3 separate regions of the Anser cygnoides genome follow, and all the other regions are linked to region 2. Evidence: chromatin contacts called from public Hi-C data. All regions are on one chromosome and are shown on one strand. Each heading gives the region's core, a stretch centred on a gene start, on an enhancer-like site or on the middle of the called end of the contact. The rest is flanking DNA. Distances are from core to core; before and after follow the strand shown. Region 1 has its middle 79 kb from the start of HDAC4. Region 2 overlaps HDAC4 (histone deacetylase 4). Region 3 has its middle 53 kb from the start of NDUFA10.

Region 1 (2,700 bases), core at 150-2,649, 260 kb before region 2:
CATCTTGAATACCGAGAAGCAAACGCCGTATGCATGCTGTGCTTTCCATGTGGACAACCCCTGGCATGCCCTGGGTTCAGAAGCCGCTTTGCACAACCAAGGAACCCTGTGCTGCTCTTTGAAGCCCGTGCACACAGAGGCAGTGGTTTGACTCCCTCCTCATCCTGCACCACGTCCGTGGGGTGTGCTCAACGAACACACTGCCTTGTGGTGTGCTCTGAGCCCTGCACCAGCAGAGACGGCTCATCCCCACCCAACGCAAAGTAACACACAATCCGTTTTGTTACTGGCAGCAGTGGGGGGAAAGAGAACCTCTAAAATCCATAAATCAGATGCCTCTCAAATTGTGTGGGATTAAGGAAAAGGTGTGGAATAGAAATAATTTCCTTGGGGGAAACTATATCATTTCATTTGCCCAGGAAAATAGTACACATTCATCATGTGTGTCTTCCAGAGACTTTAAAAAGAATTAAATGTGGGGTCGGATTAAATGAGAGGTCGGAGGATGCAATTATGAGCGTGGTTTCTCTGGGGGCAAAGTGGGAGGAAGAAATTCCCCTCCTGCCCCACGTCCCAGCATTTTGTACTTGCCCTAATGCTGAAGTTCACTGCCTCTGTTGTTGTGTTGTCCCCCCACCCTGCTCCCTAAAATGCACATGCAGAATGAAACACTGGAATAGGCCAGATACCAAAACCTGGCAAGGAGCAGCTTATTATTAGTTTTTAATCCAGATCCCACCCATTGTGGGATCCCATCCAGTGGAAGCAGAATGTCTCCATCTGGCTTTGCTGCCAAAGAACGTTTCCACGCCCCAAGCCCGGAGTCAGCCTGCAATTGGTGGTGTTTGGCAGTGGGTCCGTGGTGACAGCCCTGGAGAGGGGCAGGGGCTGAAGCCAGCATTCCCTGTGCTGAGGTTGGTTTGTTGTCACCCCCCTCGTGTCCTGGGCACACCATGGAGCCTGATGCTGGCCTGGGGACCATGCTGTGCCCCATCTACAGCTGGCTGGTGGGATCTCCATGCAGTGAGGTTGGCAGGACCTCCATGCAGCGTGGCTGGTGGGATGTCCATGGAGTGTGTTTAGCTGGACCTCTCTGCAGTGTGGTTGTTGGGACCAACATGAAGCATGGTCACAGGGCACACGGACAGCCCAGAGCCACCTCCCCATACTGCCACGCTGGAAAAAGTGGGACAAGGAAGGCAAGGTGAGGTGAAACACACTGAGAGCTTTTGACACGCTCCCATTAGCTGGCGGGCACAGGCTGTACGGTATTGCTGCAGACTCTGATCTCACCATGCTAATTTAAGACAGAAACTGCAACTTTATCTGCAAATATATGAAGCAATAATCAATAGCAGCCTTCTCCTGCCAGCCGTGGTCATGTCAGCACCCTGGCGTGCTCTCAGCTGCAAGCATTGAGACAGTAGCAGGGGGAGGTGGAGGTGGGGGAAAGAGGAGGCGTGCAGGCAGGAGGAAAGCAAGGACACGGTGGGGATGCAGGGCTGTTTCCCCTCACCTTGCCACACCACAAGGCACCGTCAGGTCGGGCACGGCTGCGGGGGCAGCTGGGGCAGGCAGCCAGCCATGGTAGGCATGGGGAGGAGATGGATGTGTGCCACCTCCCAGCCAGCGCGCACCCTGGCAGCTCATAAAAGCAGCAGGTCTTGGCAGCGTTTGCTCTGTTTTAACAAGGCCATCTGCTCCCAGTGACCAGCAGAGCAGCTCCTCTGGCAAAGCCTGGCCAGAGTCAAGATGGAATCCAGCAGGTTCGGCCTCGCGAGGCATCCTCCACGTGTCCCAGGACAGCAGTGGATGAAAACAGCTCGCCGCTCAAACAGCAGCTGTGACCCCCAGGCAGGTGTAGCCCCACTGCTGCCCACGTGTGCCTCCCTCCCTCGCCGCTGCCACCTGCACCTCCTCGGCATGCAGTGACTCCAGCTCTCCTTCATGCCTGCTCTGGCACTGACAACCTCAAAATGGTGTCATCTTCTTGGAAAGTCCAACCAATGGTTGGATGCTGCAATCAGTGCTAAACTGAGCTCCAGTTGTTCATTTAAGGTAATGCAATTACCAAAACCCAGGAGTTTTGTAAGGGTTGTTAGGACTTTCGCCTTCTGTTCAGGCCACGGTCTTTCCCGCAGCCTCCTCTGGAGGTGCAGATGGCATCTCGCATCAGGAGCAGAAGATGCAAGGCCAGTCTCATCCACTCTGGCAATTCCCTCATCTCTGAGCATCGTTCCCCCCTTCTACAAAACAAGCATGCTTAGCACTACATGATCTCGGCATCTGAGTCGCCTGACGGCTTTAGAAGGGAGTAAACATTCATCCTGCTGACACGGCAATAAAACCGGTGCATCTGGAAAAGAGGAGTCAGCAGCAGATGTGCCCCTGCAAACTGCTCGCCGTGATGAATGCTCTTCCCAGATACTGCTAATCCCTTTTCTCTTGCTCCTAGACCTCCTTAATTGTGCTCCCTGTGATTAAACAACTCTTTGAAGACATCTCTAGGAGTTATTTCTTCCACGCAGGAATGTCACCTGCCGGGTTCGTAGCCTTTGGCTCTGGGCATAAGGAGCTCGTTTTGCAAGGCAGCCGGGGACAGCGCCGTCCGGGTGCTCCCACGTCCCCAGTCTCCTCGGGGCAGAACCTCCACCAGCAGGTCAGGGCCACCAGAAGGCCAGGCAGGGACATTAGGCCGGG
Region 2 (2,700 bases), core at 80-2,579:
TTCTCTGCTGTTTTTTCCTCCATATTATCTTCAGACTGGTATCTTTCAGGACTGCCCCTCCATGCACAGTCTCTGGTTAGTGGAGAACGGGTCTCCCCTTCAATACACAAACTCCGGCAGCATCGCCCGCTGGGGCGCACGCAGTCTGCTCCCCTTCCCCAGAACGCCCAGGCCCTCCAGCAGTTAGTGATCCAGCAGCAGCACCAGCAGTTCTTGGAGAAACACAAACAGCAGTTCCAGCAGCAGCAACTGCACATCAACAAGGTAGGCACAATGCTTTTAAAGTCCTTCTTCCTCATTACGGCAACACCATTTTTAGCCAACACCATTTCATAGTTTTTTGTGCTGTAATGTATGTGGTCTGTAACTCCATAACTGATTGGCCTTCATCCTTGAGCCTTTTTTTCATGATTTTGAGAAATATGTCAGCAAGGATGGGGTACGTGCATCACCACGGCAAGGATCAATACCTCTGTTGCAGGTATTGGAAAGGCAGAACAATTCAAACTTCTGACTTTCCAGTAATGCTTTTAAAAGTTGTCATTGCTTCCATTCGTCCACATCTGGATCTGTGTCAGTTTTGCAGCAGAGAGCATAAAATGCTGTCAGGGAGTATGGGGAAAATACCTAATGTGTATATGTTCACTTTGAACGGGAGAAGAATCAGTAATACGAATTTGAGAGAGAAAAGGTGAGGGATTTCAGGCATAACGCTAGAAAATAACTGAAAGTGAAGATATTCACATATACTGAGGCATTTTTCATTGAAATTACCTTCGGAAAGAGAAAAGCTGTTCCCATCTCCAGTCCAGATTCTTTGAACTGTGGCTCTGTGTAAAGCATTACAGGTTTCAATCCATTTCTTCTCCTAAAAATGAGGACAGTATTGCTGTGCATCCTGCAGAGGTTGTTTTGAAGATTAATTAGATATGATTCAAGAATTGCTTTGAAGAAAGAAAGTGCTATGTTTATTAACTCGTTTTCTGTAAATCACTTGGAGAACTTAGGTGAACATTGGAGAACACTGTTCATCAGCACGCAGGTTTTGCAATTGCTGGGCAGCCAAAATGATCTGCTTGGGCATCCCAATATTATTGCTGAAGCTGAAACAGAGCTGCTTGGAGGTGATTGCTTGAGCATGCATTAAACAAGATAAAACTCTCCTGATGTTCTAGCCCATCAGAAGGTAAAACTCACCCTTTAAGGGCAAGAGATCAGATCACAAGCGGCATGGATGGAGCTATTGCATTTGACCCCAGATGAGGTTTTGTCCCAGGATTTCAGAAGGCAAAGTCTGTTAATGGACTTGGAACGTAAAAGGGCTGTGAGGGAAAGGTGAAATAAATCATAATCAGTGCGATATTTTTCTGGCTCTTTGGTTTGTACTGTTTTATTTCCAGTTGTGGCTTTCTTTAAGAAACAAGTCCAGTAGTAGGCTTCAGGTTCTGGTGGACAAGTAAGATAGCAGGCATGCCTTTCAGATTGCTGCAGTTTGATTTATGGCAGAGGTTTCTCCAAATATTTTCACTTTTCCAGTCATATGAGAAAATATAACTGCTGAGAGCCGGATGAAAAATAATAATAATAAATAAAACAACTTTCCAGTAAGGAGAAAGAGACAGCTTTAAAGAAAGACACCCCCACCCCCCCAAAACTTTGTTTACGGACTAGAGCGAAGGCAGGATGATTACACAAGTTGCTGACGTCAATCTTGTACTTCTGGATCGTGGCCACTGTGCACCGCGCGTGCCAGCCCTGGACCTCATTCAGCCCCGCACACCGGGGCGGCGGAGCTGCTGTTTCCATGGACGTTTCTCTTACCTCCCTCCAAACACACTTTGTGTAGCGAGCGTTAAAACTAGGATCGTCAGACTCGGGGCGCTAGGTAGGGTTTCTTTGTTAGGAAATAAATTTCAGTTCAGCGGTCTGTTTGTTTTAGTTTTTAAGGATTTCCATTGCCAGCACTTGCAAGCGTCCAAAGACTTCACAGTGACGTCCTACCGAACTCATTCAGGCTTTCACTGAGACCTCCCAGAAGCTGCAGAGCGTGTGCGATTCGAGGAGGCTGAATTTCAGCTTTGTTAGCACTGCGATGTATCACATCCACGGGAGAGGCGGGCGGGGGGAGCGCAATTAAACCAAATGCACAGGGGCAATTTCCATGTGTTTGATTTATATAAGCAATGAGTTAAAAGCGCTTCGGTACTAGCTCTGTATGTGTGTGGCAAATTTATCCCATGGGATAGCATCCAAGTGCTGACATGGAAGAAGACTTTTCCCAGACACACGGATATTTTAAGACCCTTGTGTGTAAGACAGTGAGGGCACAACTAAAAATAATGTAATAGATTGCTGCCTTTTAATTATTAGCAGAACCGACAGCACTGTCTGTTAAGGTTGTGTTGTATTATTTCCTGTAAATAGTAGGAGACTGTTTTCAATTGCTTGTGATTTTTCCTGAGTTTAAGATTTTGGCCTTAAACTTTCCTGTTAGGTGTCTACATCAGATTAAAATTTTGAGGAGATTGCAGCCAAAACAAGTCTTGTTGTTTCCAAGAAGGCAGCTAAGGAAAATATGTTGTTTTTCTCCCAGTTAATAATAATAAGAATCATCTAGGGGATTTTGCTGTAGAGCCTTGGTTCCTGAGGCTTTGGAGCAGGAACTTGAAACTTGACAAATGGGGAAAAATGTGAGGAAAG
Region 3 (2,700 bases), core at 22-2,521, 320 kb before region 2:
CTTACCCGTGGTAGGACGGGGTGGGAGTGAGGTGTGCAGATGGAGCCCACGTTAGCCGCCGTTTGGACTTGGGGCCTGTGTTGCGTGTGGTAGGACCGTGGCCAAAGCGTGACACGGCTTCCTCTTCGCTCCGGCCCCGATGCGCTCAGCCCGCTGCGTTGTGCAACGCTCCCCAGGAGGCCAGGTCCATCCTGCCAGCCCCAGCGGTGCTGCTGCAAGTCACAGAACCACACAGTATCCGAGTGGGAAGGCACCCACGAGGATCACAGAATCCGACTCCTGGGTCCCCCAAGGACCACCAAAAAAAAAAACCAACGTACCAGTATGCATCTTGGAGAGAGGTAGCTCCCGAATCCTGCGGGCAGCCACAAATCCTGCTGCCAGCCCCGTGGAGAGCCCCGTGCCACGCAGGCTGGTGGGGCTGGGGCTCCTCCTGCAAAACCTTCCAGCTCTGCCCGGCTGGCACAGCCGCACCATCCCCGCCCGGCTGCGCTCGTTGCACCCACGCCAGGTCCCTGCGGGGTGGCTTCCCCGTGGTGCCTGCGTGCACGCAGCACTTTGGCAAGGAGGCTCGTGTAGCTGGACACCGCATCCGCTCCCTCAAAGAGCTTAATGTTAAACATGCTCTGCTGGCAGGAGCGTTTACGAGCCATGGAGGCAGCGAGGGGAAAATGACTTTGATACCCAATAAAGCTTTTTCCTGCCTGTTCAGATCTGGGTTGCGATACCGCTGGGTCGCAAGGGGTCACCTCACGCCGGTGTGTCCTGGCACAGCTCTGAGCACACAACAACCCGTTCACCTCCTCCCTGTCCTCTTTGCTTTGTGCCTCCTGCACCGTTTTATGTGCAGGGGACGTCCTGACCAGTGACTACTAAACAAAGGTCTCGGCCGGCGCAGCGCAACTGGGTGAGCACCTCCACCTCGTGCAAAGCCTCCGGTGTACCCATGGTGCTGGTTTCCCGTCGGATGCACGGGGCTTTCCCAGCACACCCCATTAGGTGGCAATGCAGCCTGCTGCTCCGCGCGGCGCCTGGGGATGGAGGCAGCCAGCACGGGCCCGGGCCCGGGGGCTGCAGGCTGCAGGGGGCTCTGAGCACACTTCTGCTGTGCTGAGAACTCGGCTTCTGCTGCCCACGCCGTGAGCAAGCCTGGGATTTCCCATCCTCCCGGCTTTGAGGCGCCCCGTGGTGGCCTTTGGGTCAGCCCTGTCCCTTGCGTGGGGTGCAGGGCTGCTCTTGCAAGCGGGGGACTTCCCGGGCCAGCCAGCAGCGTTACTCCGGGGCCACACCGAGCAGCATCACCTCTGGGAGCGCCCGTGCGGTGGTGGCACGGGAATGCCGGGGTCTGAGACGGGCTGAGACCAGAGCGTGGGCTGGGGGCTGCAGGGGGTCCTCCCCAGGGAAAGCAGGAGGGACACCGGTGCTCCAAGCAGCCCGGCCACCGCCCCTGGGGCTGCAGCACCTGCTCTGCCTCCCCTTCTCCCAGGCTGTGTGGGTCGAGCACCCCATTGCCCCGCCGCCCCCGAGTCCAGCTGGGCGTTATCTGGCGATCAGAAAGCGCTCAGGTCTGGATCGCAAACACAGCAGCGTTTCGCCGCAGCCCGGCCAAGGGGAGCTAAGTAATATTAAAGCGTGATATTTCGTTGCCGTGTAATTAGCTTCAGCTGCTTTCGAGTTGAAGCAAATTACGCTCAAAGACCGTTTTTTGTACCGGGGAGAACTTTGAACTGCGTTAGCAGCCCCTTTGTAGCCTGGGAGGGAGCAGCCCAGGCGGAGCAGGGAGGCTGCTCCTGTCTGCGGCGGGAGCTCCGTGTGTGGTTTCAGACGAGATAGCGTGGCCCCAACCAGCCCCGTTCGGGTGCGCCCGCTGCGGTGCCCAGCCTCCCCTGCAAACAAAGACAGAGGTTGTTCACCCTGACTGTAATTAACCCTGAAAGGGAGAGCCCCGGGCGTGGGGAAACCACCGCGGCACCCCAGGAGAGCCTGCAGTCCCCCCACCGGTGCCTTCTCCACTCGGATGCATCCCAGGGTGCCCCCGAGATGTTCAGATGGTGGCTGGGAAAGCCTCGCCGCTCGACCTGCTGCGGCCGGAGGGGACATGCCCCGTGCCACATGTCCCCTGCGGGACGGGTGGTCCTGCGGTGGGCACCTCCTGCCCCTCGCACCGTGCAGCGCGTGGCACAGACCCGATAGCTCGTGGCTGAGCTGCTGCTGGGTTTGCAGGCAGAAGGTCTGCCTGGGCTGGTGGTGCCAAGCCCTGTGCAGGAGAACCCTCCCCGTCCTGGAGAAGCTGCTCTGGGAGAGCAGGAGGACTCCAGCAGCTCGTCTGCGATGCCTCAACTGGGGGCGGCTTAATTGTCTTTGATAAATTCATGAGATCATAAAAACAAATGAAGATGGGAAGCACTTGTGCGAAGCCCTGGTTGCCGGTGGGATGCAAGACAGATGCGTTTGGACCAGGCACGAGTGGATGGAGCCCAGCATCCAGGGGTGCTGCAGGGGCCCCGCGCTGGCCAAACAAACGCAGTCAGAAGACCCGCAGAGCAAACCTCCCGTCCTGCAGTGGCATCAGGGCTGTGACACAGACCCCGCCTTTGCTGTGTGACACTGGCACCATCCCTCTGACAGCCTCCTGGCTTGGTCCAGGGGGCCCAAATAGCCGAGGTGAGGGGCACGAGCACCCAAAAACATCCCGGGCGT

What was found. A called contact is a pair of places that touch in the nucleus more often than the background predicts.
Region 1: a Hi-C map of liver shows a contact between it and region 2, with 2.2 times the contacts expected there. The contact joins two enhancer-like sites. A contact is called at or near these places in 2 of 7 Hi-C or Micro-C datasets (both in liver).
Region 3: a contact with region 2 is called in a Hi-C map of liver, with 1.7 times the contacts expected there. The contact joins two enhancer-like sites. A contact is called at or near these places in 5 of 7 Hi-C or Micro-C datasets (fetal liver, granulosa cells and liver).

What each region holds. Positions count from the first base shown.
Region 1 is chr6:12,972,385-12,975,084 of Taihu_goose_T2T_genome, reverse strand. No RefSeq gene overlaps it. Among named protein-coding and RNA genes, the nearest start is that of HDAC4, 79 kb to the right of the region's middle. Within about 2 kb of position 1,399, at least 1 of the 3 cell types and tissues checked has open chromatin away from gene starts, as enhancers often do. A contact at or near this core is called in liver, where this site is marked.
Region 2 is chr6:12,710,255-12,712,954 of Taihu_goose_T2T_genome, reverse strand. It overlaps HDAC4 (histone deacetylase 4), which reads left to right. Exons shown (of 26, transcript XM_066999846.1): 11 at 35-264. Among named protein-coding and RNA genes, the nearest start is that of TWIST2, 140 kb to the right of the region's middle. Within about 2 kb of position 1,329, at least 2 of the 3 cell types and tissues checked have open chromatin away from gene starts, as enhancers often do. A contact at or near this core is called in fetal liver and liver, where this site is marked.
Region 3 is chr6:13,029,277-13,031,976 of Taihu_goose_T2T_genome, reverse strand. No RefSeq gene overlaps it. Among named protein-coding and RNA genes, the nearest start is that of NDUFA10, 53 kb to the left of the region's middle. Within about 2 kb of position 1,271, at least 2 of the 3 cell types and tissues checked have open chromatin away from gene starts, as enhancers often do. A contact at or near this core is called in fetal liver and liver, where this site is marked.